4 separate regions of the Mus musculus genome follow, and all the other regions are linked to region 3. A link is a contact called in public ChIA-PET and HiChIP or PLAC-seq data. All regions are on one chromosome and are shown on one strand. The core of a region is the stretch at or near the end of the contact, and the rest is flanking DNA. Distances in the headings are between cores, read along the strand shown. Region 1 overlaps Ect2l (epithelial cell transforming sequence 2 oncogene-like). Region 2 overlaps Reps1 (RalBP1 associated Eps domain containing protein). Region 3 has its middle 24 kb from the start of Txlnb. Region 4 overlaps Ect2l (epithelial cell transforming sequence 2 oncogene-like).

Evidence for each region. ChIA-PET counts read pairs in DNA pulled down with a chosen protein or histone mark. HiChIP or PLAC-seq counts read pairs in DNA pulled down with a chosen protein or histone mark.
Region 1: an RNA polymerase II ChIA-PET map of memory CD8 T cells shows a contact between it and region 3, with 11 read pairs. The contact joins two enhancer-like sites. A contact is called at or near these places in 4 of 115 datasets of contacts at active chromatin or transcription factors (bone marrow-derived macrophages, effector CD8 T cells, memory CD8 T cells and 1 more) and 1 of 9 other capture datasets (liver).
Region 2: a Foxp3 HiChIP or PLAC-seq map of regulatory T cells shows a contact between it and region 3, with 5 times the contacts expected there. The contact joins two enhancer-like sites. A contact is called at or near these places in 1 of 15 datasets of contacts at CTCF or cohesin (the NIH/3T3 cell line) and 3 of 115 datasets of contacts at active chromatin or transcription factors (memory CD8 T cells, microglia and regulatory T cells).
Region 4: a BATF HiChIP or PLAC-seq map of CD8 T cells shows a contact between it and region 3, with 6 read pairs. The contact joins two enhancer-like sites. A contact is called at or near these places in 2 of 15 datasets of contacts at CTCF or cohesin (the NIH/3T3 cell line and large pre-B cells), 9 of 115 datasets of contacts at active chromatin or transcription factors (CD8 T cells, bone marrow-derived dendritic cells, bone marrow-derived macrophages and 6 more) and 1 of 9 other capture datasets (embryonic stem cells).

Annotation. Positions count from the first base shown.
Region 1 is chr10:18,141,119-18,143,818 of GRCm38.p6, reverse strand. It overlaps Ect2l (epithelial cell transforming sequence 2 oncogene-like), which reads left to right. Exons shown (of 22, transcript NM_001370991.1): 15 at 712-926; 16 at 1,844-1,991. Among named protein-coding and RNA genes, the nearest start is that of Ect2l, 68 kb to the left of the region's middle. Within about 2 kb of position 1,393, at least 29 of the 459 cell types and tissues checked have an H3K27ac peak or open chromatin away from gene starts, as enhancers often do. A contact at or near this core is called in effector CD8 T cells, memory CD8 T cells and regulatory T cells, where this site is marked.
Region 2 is chr10:18,068,933-18,071,632 of GRCm38.p6, reverse strand. All of the region lies in intron 1 of Reps1 (RalBP1 associated Eps domain containing protein), which reads right to left. Among named protein-coding and RNA genes, the nearest start is that of Reps1, 14 kb to the right of the region's middle. Within about 2 kb of position 1,287, at least 89 of the 459 cell types and tissues checked have an H3K27ac peak or open chromatin away from gene starts, as enhancers often do. A contact at or near this core is called in memory CD8 T cells, microglia and regulatory T cells, where this site is marked.
Region 3 is chr10:17,771,217-17,773,934 of GRCm38.p6, reverse strand. No RefSeq gene overlaps it. Among named protein-coding and RNA genes, the nearest start is that of Txlnb, 24 kb to the left of the region's middle. Within about 2 kb of position 1,279, at least 126 of the 459 cell types and tissues checked have an H3K27ac peak or open chromatin away from gene starts, as enhancers often do. A contact at or near this core is called in CD8 T cells, bone marrow-derived macrophages, effector CD8 T cells and 4 more, where this site is marked.
Region 4 is chr10:18,195,988-18,198,687 of GRCm38.p6, reverse strand. All of the region lies in intron 3 of Ect2l (epithelial cell transforming sequence 2 oncogene-like), which reads left to right. Among named protein-coding and RNA genes, the nearest start is that of Ect2l, 13 kb to the left of the region's middle. Within about 2 kb of position 1,422, at least 87 of the 459 cell types and tissues checked have an H3K27ac peak or open chromatin away from gene starts, as enhancers often do. A contact at or near this core is called in CD8 T cells, bone marrow-derived macrophages, effector CD8 T cells and 2 more, where this site is marked.

The DNA of each region.
Region 1 (2,700 bases), core at 144-2,643, 370 kb before region 3:
TGGTGGCTGGTGGGGAGTCTTACTTGAGGTACCATAGATGTTGGCCAGGAGATGGGGGGAGGGGATACTGTTGGAGGAAAGCTGAGTGGGGTCTGAGGAAGTGTTGCATGTCTGTGGGCAGGATCTGACCTGGGGTTCTGGATACTGCAGTGGCTTCTGGTAGAGCAGGGGGCTTCTATTTGAGTTGTGGGCCAGGATAGGTCTGCAGTTTTTAATTGGCACACCCACTCACAGTCCAGCTCTGAAAGCTGACTGTAGTCAATCGATGCAATGTGCTCTGCTCTGAGCTGAAGCTTTCAGAGCGGGATGCTGAAAGGTACAACATGCAAGCACAATTTTGGCTTCATAGTTGTTTTCCTTCCTTTTCCTAAGACTCCAAAGTTGATGTTAGTATCCACAGTTTTACACATGAACACCTGAATGAGAAAAACTAAGTGGCTTACCTAAGGAGAGAGAGAAGAAAGTGTGAGCTCTGCAGCCTTGAGCTCACACATAGAGATCTTTATAGCCCCATCATACCTAGGCTGGGTCCAGGGCTCATTTTGGCCTTAGGACATGGCTTCTTATGCTCCAAACAAATGATCACTAGGAACCAGCCATCTTCCCTTAGGACAATCCCTTTTTTGGGTCTCTTCCACCTCCTTAAACACGTTGTCCTTTGCTGAGGGCCCCAGTCATTAAATTTCTCATGAATCCTTGATGTTTCTGCAGGAGAGGAAGCTCCAGATGAACTCAGTAGAGACACGAGCCCAAGTTGTGAGGGAGCTTGTGCAGAGCGAGAGACGGTACGTGCAGATGCTGCGAATTGTGCAGGACGTGTACGCCAAGCCCCTGAGGGCAGCGCTCTCCTCAAACAGAGCCATTCTGAGTGCTGCCAATATCCACATCATTTTTTCTGACATTCTGCACATCTTAAACCTCAACAGGTAAGCCCTAAAGATGGCGTCTTTAACAAAACAGTACTCCCCTAGATGAGGGAAGAGCAAACTTTGTTTCCAAAGCTCCACTATGGTCCAGCAGCTCTCTATCTTCTTGGGGATCCCTTCACCTGAAAGAGCAGAGAGGCTCCTTTGCATGTCCTCTGACAGCTACAGCCAGCAGATGGCTTCCAGTGCCACTCCAGCCCCAGGTTACAGTATGTGAAAGAAAAATAATCGATGCCTCAGCATTCAGTAAGCAATAAACCGCTCCCATGAAAGTCCGTGGGCAAGAGTCAATAATGTCTAATTGAATGGGCCAGGAGCAAAAGGATTCGATGGCTACTCTGCTTTTCCATCGTGGGTTTTCTACATCTGTTGAGAGATTAAGAAAAACAACAGTGTCTACCTATCGTGAGTGAGATGAGCCCAGAGCTAGTCACAGTCAATTTCCGCAGATCTGGAGAGATAGTTTGCCACTTCCTGGGCCCCCGCTGTGACTCAGTGAGAAGGCTGATGGAACATCTCTCAGTTTTTATGACCTAGAGTAGCTAAGAAGGTCACCTTGGATCTGTTGAGTGTGTGGGCTGTATGTAAGCTATGGTTCTTGGCCTTGAAGCTTTAAAAAGTGCCATTCTCCTCAGAAGACTGTGAGAATGTCCATGGCCCTGGCTCTCCGAGGGTCGGAAGCTGGATTAGGACCCAAGGAGTTAAGGTAAAAGATGGGATCCTGGACAGCCAACCTCTTCCCTCATTCTGCCCAGATCCCATCCTATCAAATGCACACTGTTCTGTGGTCAATGGGTCAAAAGAAAGCCCTACCACAAAAGACTAAGCAGAAAAGCCTACACTAATGAATTCATGGCTTAAGTTTGGGAGACTTTCAACAGGCCCCTATTTCAAGATACAAACTTCTCATATTGTAGAGAGTTTCTAGATAACCTACGAGACAGACTACAGGAATGGAGCCCAGCTCACTGTGTGGGAGAAATATTCATAAAGTTTGGAAGCCAGCTGAACATATATACCAATTTCTTCAACAATTATCCAGTTGTTCTGAAAACCATCGAAAAGGTAAGTGGTTGCACTATTTCCACCTAATCCTGTATAACCCAAAGGCCTGAGATAAGTGGGAAGGACTGCTTTTCAGCTCTCCCCCATCCTCCCCCCACTCCCACCCCCCTGGACTTTGAGTTTCTTGAGAACAGGGACCTTGAAGTAGGGGCTAATACAGTGGTGGACACACAGCAGTGCTCAGGAACCAGTAGTTGTGCTCCAGCTACCCACTGCCAAGTTTTCATGGACCCTAGCCAGGTGGGTCACAGTGTCATGTCATGTCACAGTGACAGGGCATTGAAAACATAAGCTGAAGCATGATTGTGAGCTCAGAATCCTCTCTGCCACTACAATACCAGGGCACACAAGCTCGGCTCGATGGACAACTTGATTAAGACACTTGACCTTGAGGACAAGAATTAGAGAAAACAGTATTACCAGAAACAAACTGGTGGCAAACGTATTATAGCTACGGTAAATACCGCTACCTACTTCATTAGCAAAGTGAGAGCAGTCAGCTCTTCAGTACATTTAGCTGTGGCAGCTATTATTATTATCAACACCAAGAATCTTCTTAAGCCCTTAATTGTTTACAGGTATAAATGGCCTTGCTCTGAAATGTTCTTGGAGCGTGAGATCAGTAAATCTTTGACTCAGACATTAGCAACATTGACATGTTTTAGACATGTACATACCGAGTAGTAGCACATGATTTCGAGTAGGTACA
Region 2 (2,700 bases), core at 38-2,537, 300 kb before region 3:
AGAAATACTGTCTCAAAAAAACCAAAACCCAAAACCTAACCCAACAGAAGAGAAGAGAAGAGAAGAGAAGAGAAGAGAAGAGAAGAGAAGAGAAGAGAAGAGAAGAGAAGAGAAGAGAAGAAGAGTATCTTTAAGGGGCTGGATAGCTCAGTACTCAATGACTAAGAGCACATACTGCTCTTGTAGAGGAGCTGCACCTGAGCTCAGTCCCCAACACCACCTCCAGCCGCTCACAACGCGCTGTAACTCCAGACCCAGGGACCCAATATCAATGGCCTTTGCAAGCACCTGTGCCCATGTGGATGTATTTATGCACACAGATACATACATACATACACACATATTAAAATAACAATAAAAATCTTTTTTTAAAAAAGAAGGCAAATGCAAAAGGTAGATGACTAGTACTTAGGGAAAATAGGGTCCATGGTGGCCAAGCAGAAACAGGAGTCATTTGTTCTTTGACTGTAAAAGAGAATAGAATCGGACAAGGGGATGTGCAAAGTCAAGAGAACTACACTGGAAGCAAAAAGAACACTGCAGAAACTAACCACCATACTACACCACTGCAGAAACTAACCACCATACTATATCACTGCTGAGTATGGCAATTACAGCTTTGCCATTTGTTAGGTACAAGTGAGAAACACTAGGTTTGGATTCCTTCCAGAATTAAGTCTAGAAGGAAATGTGATCAAGGAAGTAAAAGACTTCTGACTGAGGTGGTTTAAAACTGTGGGCAGTGAACAGAAAACCTAACCATAACCTCCCTTCCTCAGGCCACCGTTCTTTCTGAAGGTGGGCTCTTCTACTGCCAAGGCTTAGCCACTTCTGCTTCTGTCCCTGCAGATTTGCACAGTGATTCTGACATGGCCCAAGCTGCAAAGGCCTAGTCTAGGAACTGTGCTATCCTGAAGTGATACTGTACAAAGGCGCCCCCACCCATAACTTCCTTTGTGGCTCTCCCTGTCCCCAGGTCCTCAGAAACTCTCCCTAGCTTATGCTTCATATTGTATTTTATGAACAAGCATGCATGCAGTGGGATGCCCAGATTCTACCACAGCTAATCCTTATCATTGCAAATAAATTTCTACTTTTTGTTTTTTAAAAATTCTCAGTCTGCTATTACACTTTTAAAAAGTTCTCAAAGGGAGAAGAAGGGACTGGCAAACAGGCAAACGCATCAGCAAAGTCAGAGCTCAGATTCAGGGCTATTTGTTCCTGTTCTTGCTCCCTCTCTCTCCTCATGCCCAGAATGCTGATTGGGGTGGGGAAAAAGCACCCACAGAGCTAGGCAGCAAGCCAGCCAAGCACAACTTCACCCCCACACTTTCAACTCCCTGCCTGAGGAGGCCTGCCTTACTCCCTCATCCTCATCTCTCGAGGAGACTGCAAGAGCAGGACGAAGCAACTGACTAGCCCTAAAAAGTTGTCTGTGTTTTCTAAACATCTATTCTGCATTTCTGCTCCTCTCCTGTGACACCATGAGATCATGAAAGAAAAGGAATCTGAATTTAAGATAGGTGACAGCCTGTAATCTTAGCACTTAAGAGGCTGAAGCAGGAGGATTGTGAATTTGAGACCACCATGTAGGACATCAATGGAGGGAGGAAGGGAGAAAGGAGGGATAAGAAAGGAAGGATGGATGAGCGAAAAAGCCAGGACGGGGAAAAGAGGAAAAGAAGGAAGCAAGGTGGAAGGGAGGAAGGGAGAAAGGTAGGAAAGAGGAAAACAAAAAAGAAATCTGAATTTTATTCACAACACTTTTCCAGTGTTATTAGCTCTGAAGACACTGGAAATGCAGCAAGCAATGGACAAACTCCAAATGGGACCATCTGCTCTGGCTAGTTTTATGTCAACTAGACACAAGCTGGAGTCATCTGAGAGGAGGGAGCCACCGTTGAGATAAATGCCTCCATTAAGACTAGACTACTAAGACAAGCCTATACAGCATTTTCTTAATTAGTGATTGCTGAGGGAGTGATCAACCCTCTGTGGGTGGTGCCTTTCCTGGGCTGGTCCTGGGCTCTATAAGAAAGCAGGCTGAGCAAGCCATGGGGAGCAAGCCTGGAAGCAGTACCCCTTCATGGCCTCTGCATCAGCCTCTGCTTCTGGGTTCATGCAATGTGTGAGTTCCTGCCCTCGCTGCTTTTGAGGGTGAGCTGTCATATATGGAATTGTGAGTAAAATAAACCCGTATCTCCCTAAGTTGTTTTGGTCATGGTGTTTCATTGAGGCACAGAAGCCCTAAGACACAACTGACTGGGAGGGAAAGAGCTTCCAAGAATCCAAATTGTTCCAATCAGGATCTCTAAAGCCTACCAAAGTGAAGATAGTTCATAAAGGACGAGGAAGACCCTGGGAGCGGAAGGAGGGGGTTCCAAACGAGGGAGCAGCCTGATAAGAAGCAACTACTAAATAGCACAAGCTCTGTAACAAACAGATCACAGGCTGCTGAGCTGAGGCATAAAGTCCATGTTAGGACAACAATCAGGATGGAGCTGGACATAGGAGGAAAGCTGCCAGTGCCTTTAAAAACAAAAAACCAAAACCAACATAGGCCAACAGCCTTGAAACAGCAATACTTTAGCCCTGAGTTGGTGTGTTCACAGACCTTGACTAGTCACCTAGTGCACTTGTTTAGCACCACTTCAAAGACTGCTCCCACCATACATCTTATGAGAATTCTGACCTCACTCT
Region 3 (2,718 bases), core at 30-2,529:
CCATATTACGATATTCTAGAAGTTTCTCTGTGCCATCTCATTGAGATACTATCACCTGACTCTGGAAAATACTGGCATAGGTTTGAGTTAAAAATTAGAGCTTTATATTATTTTATGCTTTCATGTGTTTTGCCTACATGAATGTCTGGGAACCACAGGTATGCCTGGTGCCCACACAGGCTAGAAGAGGACATTGGATCCCCTGGATCTGCAGTTGTAGTTAGCTATAAGTTGCCATGTGAGGGCTGGGGATGAGCCCAAGTCCCCTGGAAGAGCAGGCAGTGTTCTTACCTATTGAGCTATCTCTCCAGCCCCTAGAATTTTCTTAAAGTAAAGTCCAATCTTCAAACCAAACCAAACCAACCAATCAAACTCCACATTCAAAATAAAGCAGTTTGATAGAAATCTTCTTTCCTGAAATGATAATACACAGAGCAAGGTATGTTATAAATTGTGGTCCTGAACTGGAATAACAATGAAAAAAAAAAGAAAGAAAGAAAAGAAAAGAAGAAAATTATTGACACAGCTCAAGCCATTGGCTTCTGTTCATCATAGGAAACCTGAAGGAAACTAGAACAAGCTTTGCGCCTGGGTTTCTGAACACAAAGTTATACTTAAGTGCTAAGTCCACTCATTCACCACTTGGCACTAGGATAAGGCAATCAAAGATGGCAGTTTTATTTTAATTAACATTGTAGTTAGTTTGTTGTGACAGCATCTCTCTCTCTCTCTCTCTCTCTCTCTCTCTCTCTCTCTCTCTCTCTCTCTCTCTCTCTCTCTCTCTGTAGTCCTGACTGTCCTTGAGCTTGTTTGTAAACCAGCCTGGCCTCAAACTCACACAAATCCTTTTGCCTTTGCCTCTTGAGTGTTGGAATTAAAGGTGTGTGCAACTACAAAGATGGGGTTTTTCAATCAGTGTTCATGTCCCAGTGAGTTAAATAAACCATAGAATAAGTGACCTGGGACTAATTTGCCCTAAGATGACAATAGAGGACGACCGCCACCTACCTGCCCCGCTCACATCTTTTGGGACAGGTCTTGCTTTGCAAGACATTCTACAAGCTCTGACCGCACCAGGTAAAAATGGGTTGCGCACTAGATAGATCTCCCTGTGGACGCTTGCCCCATGGGAAATCAATGCTGGCCAAATTTTTGAGAGAAGCTGAACCATTCAGAAGTTTAGAGGATGGGAACTGACTCAAAAGGAAGCCCCGAGACTTGCCATAGCAGTGGCAAACTGAACAGGAAACAGAAATTATGAGTCAGCAGCGGAAGTCAGTAAGCTAGTACCCAGAGGAAAACATGCAGCTGTGCAAAGATCCCGAGACAGACAGGCTGTGGCACATGGCGCATGGCGCTGAGCGGCCTTCCTTCTCATCACAGCTATCCAAGTAAATGAAGAGATGAACACTTGTCTCCCCGTTAACAGGCTTTCCTTACCCACACCAGTCTGCAGCTGAACGTCATCTTGGGACGAATCATCAGCACAGGATGACTGACTTCCTGTGTGTCTAAGACAGCACACTCTTAGGGACTGGCCCCAAGACGGAGCTTCTTATTGAGATGACAGTTAAAAATCTTGCTGGCCTCTCGCTGAAGTCTTGATTCAGCAGCTGAAAATGCAGAAAGATCTAGAAGAAGTAGATGAAAGAAATATAAGGAAACTGGATGTTCAGAGATAATCATCTCAGGGAACACGATCTTGGGGCCATCACCACTCAGTGAGCAAAGATTCCTGGGAGATTCAACAGACAGACAAGAAAAAAAGGAGAAGAAGAAAGTGAACCTAACTAAATGACTGTCCCAACAGAGCATACTACCCAGAAAAAAAAACCAACCAACTAACCAAACAAACAAACAAACAAACAAAAAAAACCCCAGAATAAACAAAGCAATTAAGTAAAACATGAACTATTCTTTTCTTAAAGAGCAAAATCTAACAAGTGGAGTATGAAGTTTCACTGGAGGCAATGACATAGGCACGGTTAAGGGAGTAGCCAGGGAAGCAGTTGCTTATGTAACTTTAATATGAGCAACCAAAAGAAATTTGAATAATCCTGGAAGATTGGCCCAGCATGGTAGTCATGAACATGCTAAGTGGTTGAATTCTGCATCAGTATTAAATACAAAACAAGACTATGTATCAGGGCTAGAGAGATGGCTTGGTGGTTAAGGACACTGACTGCCCTTCCAGAGGTCCTGAGTTCAATTCACAGCAACCAAATGGTGGCTCACAACCATCTCTAATGGGATCTGCTGCCCTCTTCTGGTGTGTGTGAAGACAGCTGCAGTGTATTCACATACATAAAATAAACACATCTTTTTAAAAAAAGTTATTAAAATAAAAAAGACTTTGTATTGGATGTGGCATCAAAAAGGAAAAGAAGAATTGGACAAAACTCCAGCGTGTTTGAGACAAGGCCTCTTTATGTAGCCCTGGCTGACTTGCAACTTGCTATGTATATCAAACTAGCCTGGAATTCTCAGAAATCTGCCTGCCTCTGCTTCCTGGGTGTGGAATGAAAGGTATGTGTCACCATGCCTGACTGAAATTCCTTTTCTTCTTTTTCTTTCTTTCTTTCTTTCTTTCTTTCTTTCTTTCTTTCTTTCTTTCTTTCTTTCTTTCTTACTTTTTTTTTTTTAAGTAGAGAATATTAGGAGGAACATAACGGAGGGATAAGTTTTGGACAGGTAAAGTTTTATAAGCCTGAGTAAAAG
Region 4 (2,700 bases), core at 173-2,672, 420 kb before region 3:
CCAGAATATTCTAGAAAGCCCCTCAGTGTGCCTGGACCTGACTGGAGGACCTAGCTGGGTAGTAGCAGCTTCTGTGAGAATGATTTTTGCCGGATTCATCTCCAAAGAGGTCCCCTTGAGTCTGTCTGGGGCAGTCACTGGTGTCTTCGGCCAACAATCCTAACAGAGTGGCATTTCTGAGATGTAGTCCTTTGTCCCCAGACTGACACTCTTTAACTAGTGGACAGAGACCTGGAGCTCTGCCACACCTGCAGAGGGGACTCCAGGAAGTGGCTTATTTCCTATTGTTTGTTTAGGGAGACTCTGGGTATGTTTCACGGACAGTTGGGGTTAGCCACTTTCATTATGGTTTTCATTATGCTTTTCATCATTGCTTTCAAACTGCCCTTTTCCTAATTACCCCTTTCCCTTCTCCTCTGTGTGGGTGTGTCCCCCATGCCCCCTATTCTGGCACTTCAAATCTTTGCGAGGCTAGGCGCTTCCTCTCCCATTGAGGCCAGACAAGGCAGCCCAGTGAGAAGAACACACCCCACGTACAGGCAACAGTTTTAGGGACAGCACCCGCTCCAGTTGTTCGGGACCCACATGAAGAACAAGCTGCACATCTGCGACATACAAGTGTGGGGAGGCTTAGGTCCAGCCCATGAATGTCCTCTGGTTGGTGGTTCAGACTCTGAGAGCCCCAAGGGTCGAGGTTAGTTGACACTGTTGGTCTTCCTGTGGAGTTCCCATCCTCTTCAGGGCCAAAATTGTGAAGATTCTTTTTAAAGAAGATATACTTTCTTATTCTTATATGTGTGTGTCTATGGAGGGGGTGCCTGTGAGGCCTGAAGAGGATGTCCGATCCCCCGGGGATGGAGCACAGGTGCTTGTAAGCTGCTGTACAGTGTGGATGCTGAGAACTGAACTCAGGCTCCTGGAAGAGCTGTAGGTGCTCTTAACCACCGAGCATCTCCGCAGCCCCGTAGAGGCTGCTCAGTAGCTGTCTGACGATCAGGGGGAGGCACATTTCACTGTAGTCATTTTCTGTGATTCCTTTTGCCCTACCTTCCAGCATTCTAGAAAATAGATACAAACAAACAAACAAGACAGACAGACAGACAGACAGACCAAACTTCATTCACATCCATTATCACATTGTAGTCTCAGGGACCATGAACCAAGCAGTTTCAGTTTTGACCACCAGAGGTCACTAGAGATCTTGTGGTACTTTGAGGCTGCTTAACCTGACATTCTGTCCCTAGAAACTGTACCCTTTGGCGCTTGAATGCTTCTTTCTGTGGAATGAGAATGTGGAGCCAACCTGTTGTGTAGTTTTTGTTTTGGTTTGTTCTTTGCTTCCTTTAACAGCAGCTGCGTTCTCACAGAGAGATCAGTGAGCGAGTGAGTCATAGTTCACGCAGCTGCTAACGCGCTCGGGGCTGCCGATTTCACAGGAAGCTGGGTGGGAGTTTTTGGTTTCTAGATTTGTCCTTCTGGGGTCGTCTTTAACTTGTAGTGATTGTTTTTGTTATTGAACACGATCTGCCTAGTCACATGTTTCCCAGTCTCAGGCTTGCATACGTGGGTGGTTTTTACCTGGCCCTCAACTTTCTAGAGGCTCACACTGGGTTAACAGTCTAATCCCATTCGGGCTGTGTTCAATTTTAGTTAGATCTAGAAGCTCGACTCGTTTTTGTTTGTTTGCTTGTTTGTTTTAACAAGTTAATACAACCAGCTTCCCTTAAATGATCCTTACCGAAATATAATTTTTGTGTACAATAACATTTGGCAGTTGAAGGACTCAAGTGAATATTGGCAGAATTTTGTGGTCCTCATATAATCTAAGTTTAACACATTCCACCATTCCCAGTCAATCCCTAGTCAATGATAGTCACTCCTTATCACCTGTCCTTCCAGATGTGTCCAAACACAAGTCTACTTCCATCTCTCTAAATGTACCCCCTCTGGACTCTATATAAATAGAGCCAGGTAATAGGTGATTTTTTTTTGTAGCTTTTTTTTCATGTATTAAAATGTCAAGGTTTATCCATTTTATAGCACACTTTTAACTACTTTCTTCTTGTCAAAAAACATTCCATATTGTGGACTTATAATATTTCATACTGTCACCAGTTGGTAAACATTTGATTTGTTTCCCCCTCAGGCTGTTGAAGATAATGCTACTCTGAACACCTGTATCCGGATTTTTCTAAAGAGGAACTTTTATTTTCCTAGTTTTGTTTTTCTTTAAAATTCCATTTTAGACCAGTTTCTAGGCTCTGTGTATTCATCAGATTTATGTATTTAGTGTATGTAGTGGATGGTGGTTAGGCACGAGCCAGGGCGTGAGTGTGGAGATTGGACAACACCTCGTGGGAATTGGTATCTTACTGCATCACGTGGGTCCAGGTGGTTGAATTCAGGTAGTGAGGCTTGCCAGCAAGTGCCTTTACCTGGGGCCTTTTCTTGACCCTTTTATTTTTCTTAAGCATTCATACAAAAGAGCTTAGAATACTTGCCTCCAGTGTACGAGGGCCTGGGTTCAGTCCCCAGAGTGGGAGAAATGAAAGCTATGAAGTGAAGTATATATTGGGGATTGAAATGAGTGGCTGTAACAGTAACAGAACCATCAAATTTTGGTTATTTATTCAGTGTTTCTTTTTAATCTTCTTATTCCTGTAGTCTTTCTCCTCCCAAATGTAAACATAATAAATATGA